2 separate regions of the Mus musculus genome follow, and region 1 is linked to region 2. A link is a contact called in public promoter capture Hi-C data. All regions are on one chromosome and are shown on one strand. Each heading gives the region's core, a stretch centred on a gene start, on an enhancer-like site or on the middle of the called end of the contact. The rest is flanking DNA. Distances are from core to core; before and after follow the strand shown.

Evidence for each region. Promoter capture Hi-C pulls out the DNA fragments that hold promoters and counts their contacts.
Region 1: a promoter capture Hi-C map of pre-B cells shows a contact between it and region 2. The contact joins the promoter of 4930413G21Rik here to the promoter of Rrm1 in region 2. A contact is called at or near these places in 3 of 39 promoter capture datasets (frontonasal cranial neural crest, maxillary cranial neural crest and pre-B cells).

The regions. Positions count from the first base shown.
Region 1 is chr7:122,969,157-122,971,856 of GRCm38.p6, forward strand. It overlaps 4930413G21Rik (RIKEN cDNA 4930413G21 gene), which reads right to left and starts at 1,303. Exons shown (of 1, transcript NR_045614.1): 1 at 1-1,303. It overlaps Rbbp6 (retinoblastoma binding protein 6, ubiquitin ligase), which reads left to right and starts at 1,408. Exons shown (of 18, transcript NM_011247.2): 1 at 1,408-1,971. The coding sequence starts at 1,806.
Region 2 is chr7:102,440,017-102,443,070 of GRCm38.p6, forward strand. Rrm1 (ribonucleotide reductase M1) reads left to right here and starts at 1,679. Exons shown (of 19, transcript NM_009103.3): 1 at 1,679-2,027; 2 at 2,971-3,054. The coding sequence starts at 2,009.

The sequences.
Region 1 (2,700 bases), core at 53-2,552, about 21 Mb after region 2:
GACTTTGTAATTTAAAATGGAATGAGGACCCTGCAACCCAGCAAGCATTCCCTTCTTTGAAAACTCGAAAAATGCACGGCTGTTGGCTTTAGGTTTCTATCTTATAAATTGGAGATATTTTTTTGCTGTTGTTTATTTGACATTTATTAGGCCCCCTGTATTGAGGCACAGATATGCCAGGCATGGTCTTAAATATTGAAATATACTCATGGATTTAATTCTTTATTCTCTGACAGCGTCTTTGGGAGAACGGAGTTACTTCCGACCTAGGAGACTGGGCTCCAGAATTTGCAAACATCAGCGGTCAACGCGGTGCCTAGTACAAGGTAAGAGTCGGACACAGCTCTTAAGATGCTGCTGGTGGTGATGATGGTCCATTCTCACCAGCAGCTTTGGAAGAGCTCAGGGTATACAGTCTGTTAGGAGAGGAGTTGGTGAGCAGCCATCACAGTGATGAGACTCGTGCGTGGGTGGAATTCGCGGTTCACCCCCTCCGCACTTTGGGGCCTCCGCCGCTTAAGCGCCCCTTCCAGACCCGCCCGGTGGGACGGTCCGCCTCCCCCTCTCTGCGGACCCACGTAGTTTCTCCTGTTCTCCGCGTAGCCTCAGGTTCCACGCCGCAAGTCACAAAGCGCCGGGTCACGTGGGCGGGCCGGTGCGCTTTGTGACGCAGACGGCCCCGCCCCCGGCCCGCCTATCGGCGCACGCCCAAGCCCCGCCTCGCGTGCGCCGCCCGTGCAGTCCCTGCTTAAGAGACCCCGGAGTGGGGGCGCTCGCCCGAAGCCAGGCCGCGTCCGCCATAGTGCCTGGCGCGGAGGTGTCGTCGGCGCAGGGTGCGGGCCGGAGAGCGCCCGGGGTTGGGGGGGCAGAACAAAAAAAAAATAATAATAATAAAGAGGGAATCCAGCGACGCCCTCGCCGCCGCCCGACCGTTTCCGGGCTTCCCGACGCGGTCGTGGGCTCAGAGGCGACAGGAGCGGGAGCAGCGCGAGGAGCAGCAAGAGGAAGAGTCGGGCAGCCTCGGTGGTGTCCCCGGGGCCAACGAAGCCGCCTTCCGGGGCCCGGGGTGGTGAGGAAGGGCCTCGCGGCCTAGCTGGGCCCCGCACCGGCTTTGTGTCAGGCGGCGGCGGGGGGGAGGCGGAGCCGAACCGGGCGGCCGCTGGAAGGCCTCTCCTCCGCCGACCGCGCGATCTCGGCCTAGGCCGCGGGCCGCTCGTGGCCTCCGGGGAGCAGGCGCCAGGGTGTGTGTGCGGTGGGGGCCTGGGCCTGGGGACGCCGACGCCGGTCGTCCGGAAGCCGGGAGGAGGCGAGAGGCCGCTCGTGGACTCCGGGCCTAGGCCCTCTCCCCGCAACCTTCTCCCGGGGCCTGGGTCACCCCCATCCACGGAGAGAGACTAGCCGGGAGGTGCGGCCGCTATGGACCCCTGACCCCGCGGGGTCATTCGGACTCTAACGTGTGGACTGACCGCTACTGACTGCACCGCCTGCCCCCGTCTCCTGCCGGCCCTTAGCATGAGCGAGTGGGACCCAGCCGGGTGACATTGTGCCGGTTGGCGGATCCTCGATTGCCCCCTTTCCTGTCTTGCTCCTCCCTCATGAAGCGATTCTGAGTACGGGGGGTTCCGGATTATTGTTCTCACGGACCCCCGCTTGTGGTTGGGGGGGTATTTAATCTGAGGCCTTAGGGTCCTTCGTTGTCTTTTGAGTGTTTTGTGTGTGTACATATTTTGCTCTTAAGTTTATAAATATACATATATTGAGAGTGTCCACGTCTCCTCGCTGAACCTTAGGAATCTTTTGCCACAATGTCCTGTGTGCACTATAAATTTTCCTCTAAACTCAACTACGACACCGTCACTTTTGATGGGCTCCATATCTCCCTCTGCGATTTAAAGAAGCAGATTATGGGGAGAGAAAAGCTGAAAGCTGCCGATAGCGATCTGCAGATCACCAACGCACAGACGAAAGAAGGTAAGAGGCACACGGGCCGCAGATATTTATTGGGGGGAGGGGGGGGCGTCAAGGTTGGTATTTTAAGTTTCTTGTTTCAGGCTTGAACTCCATTCTTACCCGTTGTCATACACAGAGTTTCATTGATAGCCAAGGATTGCAGCACCCGACCTTGGAGTTTAACTGGCCTTCTGAATGCTGGGATCTGTCTTACCTAGCAGGCTGGTTTTCAAAATGGGGCCCCACCTCCTCCTTAATTAAAGTTTTTTAAACAGTGGGATTGGGTTGAAAAGAGAAAAGGGTTGCTACCTGAGTCTGTTGGGTGTTTGCCTTGTGGCCTTTCCCTAACTTGTTTTTCCATCAGGAGAGGAAAGCCTGTGTAAGGTTTCCTATTGGTTAAAGCAGCAGTAGATATAACTTGTTGGCTAATCTAGCAGCGTTTTGAAGCTGATAGCAATTGTCCACTGGCCTTTTATTTATTTATACGGGGTTGCTTGTAGAAAAGGTATTTTTGAGGATTTAGTTAGTGCTGGAATTGGTTTTGTATTTAAAAAAATGTTCTGAGGTGAACACTCTGAGGTGTAATTCCAGAATTAGTGATATTTACTCAAAAGTTATATTCTGTAGCCCAGACTGGCCTCCAACCCCAACAACCCCTTTTGAGCTTCCCAAGTGTGGGGAATGCAGGTGTTAGACCACACTTAACTGTTAAGCAGTTCAGAAAAGTTTCAAAGTGCAAGGCCCTGGGCT
Region 2 (3,054 bases), core at 429-2,928:
TGTTCTCCTGGTGTCTTCCACCCCTGTGGCTCCTACAGTTCTTTCTCTAAGCTCTGAAGGGAGAGACCTGTGAAAATCTCCAGTTTGGGCTCTCTTTCTCTGTCTAATGTTTGGCTATGGGTTTTTATATCTGCTCCCAGCTGCAGAAGGAATCCCCTCTTGATGAGGACTGGGCTAGGCACTGACCTAGAGTTTTGGCAGCTGGCCCAAGTTTGGATTTTTGGTTTGCTTTTATTTTTTAGACCTCGGTTCCACATTATAAAAAAAGATGCAATATTTGTCTCTATAAGCTTGGCTTATTATGATGATCTCCAGCTCCATTTCTAGCAAATGATATTATATTCCCCTAACATCTGAATATCAATTGTGTTTCCATATCATATTTTCCCCCTGGATAGCCCTGGTCCTCTAGCTTCATGTAGGATTTCCTATGATGTGTCAGTTGTGGGTGGAGATGGACCCCTTCTGGAGGGTGTAAGAAGCAAATGATAGGTTTTAGCGAAAGAATGCCACATACATTATTTTATGAAGATCAGTTTTATGACCGAAATTAGTTTTTATACTTGTCTTGAATAGGTTTAAAGTACGACTTTAACTATTCTTTCTTTTTTTCACCTAGCCTTTCCCCCCATTTTATTGAAAATGGATTTTTTTTTTCGCCTCACATAACATATCCTGATTATGTTTTCCCTTCTCTCCTTCCAGTTCCTCCCCATCTGGGTCCTGCCCCGTTTTGTCTCTCGTTAGAAAACAAACAGGCTTCCAAGGGAAGAAAAGAAAAAAGAAAAAAAAAAAAAGAAAGAAAACTAGCACATCAGTGTTGAACAGAACCAACAGAAGGACAGAATGCATGAGAAGGAACAAGAATCAGAGATACACTTGTTCGCACACTCAGGCGAACACTATAAAATCCCATAAAAAACACTAGTAAACTGGAAGGCAGGCAGGCCCTGGGCATGCTGCCTTAGTCTCAAGAGTTTATAAGAGCATAGAGGGCCTTGATTCTTCGGTGTCCTCCATCCCCCTAGGTTCTTACACTCTTTCTTCCTCCTTTTCTATGGGGCCCCCTGAGTCATTTGGGGAGGGATTTGATGGAGAAGTCCCTTAGGACTGAGTATTCGCAGATGTCTTGGTCTCTGCATAATGTCTGGCTGTTTTCACGTATTAATGTGGCGACGACTATCTTATTGCTGATCCTATCTCTACTACCATCCACAAAACTGTAAAAGCAAATGGACTGTGGGCCTTCATAAGAGTTTCACAGTACCCCTATTTCTGTAAGGCTGAAATTCAAACACCTTTGGTCTAGCCCCACTCTTTAACTGAGGAGTGTAGACCTACGAGCCCCGGGCTTCCTATCTGCTTCTTATTTGCGGGTTGTAGGCTTTAGTGCAAACCAGAACAAAATCTTGGTGTTTCCATAATGTCCATAATGTAAAATAGCAAAAAAAAAAAAAAAAAAGTCAGAGGGGTAGGGAAGGGGGAAGGGAGGAGGAAGAAGGAAAAAGGAAAAAGGTGTTCTGGATATCTGGTTGGTTACTTTTTTGTTATGAAATAAAAATACTCGGGAGATTTGCTTGCCCACACCCAATATGGCGGCAGGAGAACTCGTTCCCGCCAGGTCCGCTTTCACCCAATGTGGTGGAAAGGAGCGCAGTCTCCCGGGCTTTGCCCACACTCAATATGGCGGCCAAGGGACTCGTGTGCTGTCTGTCTACTGCTCAGTTTCCGCCCATTCAACTCCCGGCGTTGAAACGTCAAGAACGTCATTCGAATTCCGTCCGTCGCGTTGCTCTGCACGTCACGGGTGGCGGGAGCGGGAAGGAGTTCGTAATTCGGTTAGTCTGCTCTGGTGAGGAAAGTGCTGTCTATCGCGCAGCTTCCATCCCTCCGTCCGAGCAGCCTCTCGGAGTCCAACCCTTCACATCTGACAGTCGTCTCTGTCCCTTCTTCGCCTCGGAGCTGCTAACTGGTCTCGAACCTCTCAGCACTTCAGCTTCTAGCGGCGATGCATGTGATCAAGCGAGGTGAGGGGTCCGTGGGGATGGGGAGGAGGAGAGGGGACCCGGCTGCGGAGAGCCCAGCGGTCACTATCGCCGGCCCGCCCGACCCGCCCGACCCGCGGCGCCTCGCCGCTTCCCGCGCTTCCCGCCGCGCTTCCCGCCCTGTCTGTCAGCTGGGCCTGTGTCTGCTCAGTCTGTCCCCATTCTCTTGACCTTTGTGTGTTCCCTTTGACTTTGACTTTGTGCTCCCTTCCAGACTCCCTCCAACCCTGTCTGAGATTGTTCCCGAGCACTGTTATTCCTTGCCGCCATCCTCAGAGGTAGCTGCTTTTGGCTCCATTTTTTTAGAAGAGGTTGCAAAGACACGAAAAAGCACCCCAACACCCCCATTCCACCCCAGCTAGTAGTTGGTGAGGTTAGAATTGAAACCCATAGCTCATAATAGCCCTGTGCCTGTCTTTCCTCATTTCTTAAACAAAATAACAGACAAAAGAACCGCGGAGTCGATGATCTGGTGTAGGAGGAAATAAGGAAAAAAAGAAAAGGCAGGACACCACATTTTTTGAACATCTGTCATTTTTCTGGTCTCTTCTGAGGTGGGAGTGTAGTATCATCTCTCCTGCCTCTGCATTTTTGTGGGGAGGTTTTTTTTTTTTTTTTTTTTTTTACATTGTTTGTTCTTGGGACAGGGTTTCTCTGACTGGCCTGGAACTTACTCTGTGTAGATCAGTCTAGCCTCAAACTCACAGAGGGCTGCCTCCTCTATCATAGGTCGATAGACAAAGACTTTTAACCCAAATAGACAAAGACTTAATCCGAGTAGACATGATTAACCACTGAGCAGTCTCTGCAGACCCCAAAGACAATCTCTTAATTGTTTTAAACAGTTTTAAAAGCTGAATATACTTGATTCTTTGGTATTGCCCGCTTAATAACTGCTAATGCTAACTGTGATTTGATTATTTAGATGGCCGCCAAGAGCGAGTTATGTTTGACAAAATTACATCACGAATCCAGAAACTCTGTTATGGACTCAACATGGACTTTGTTG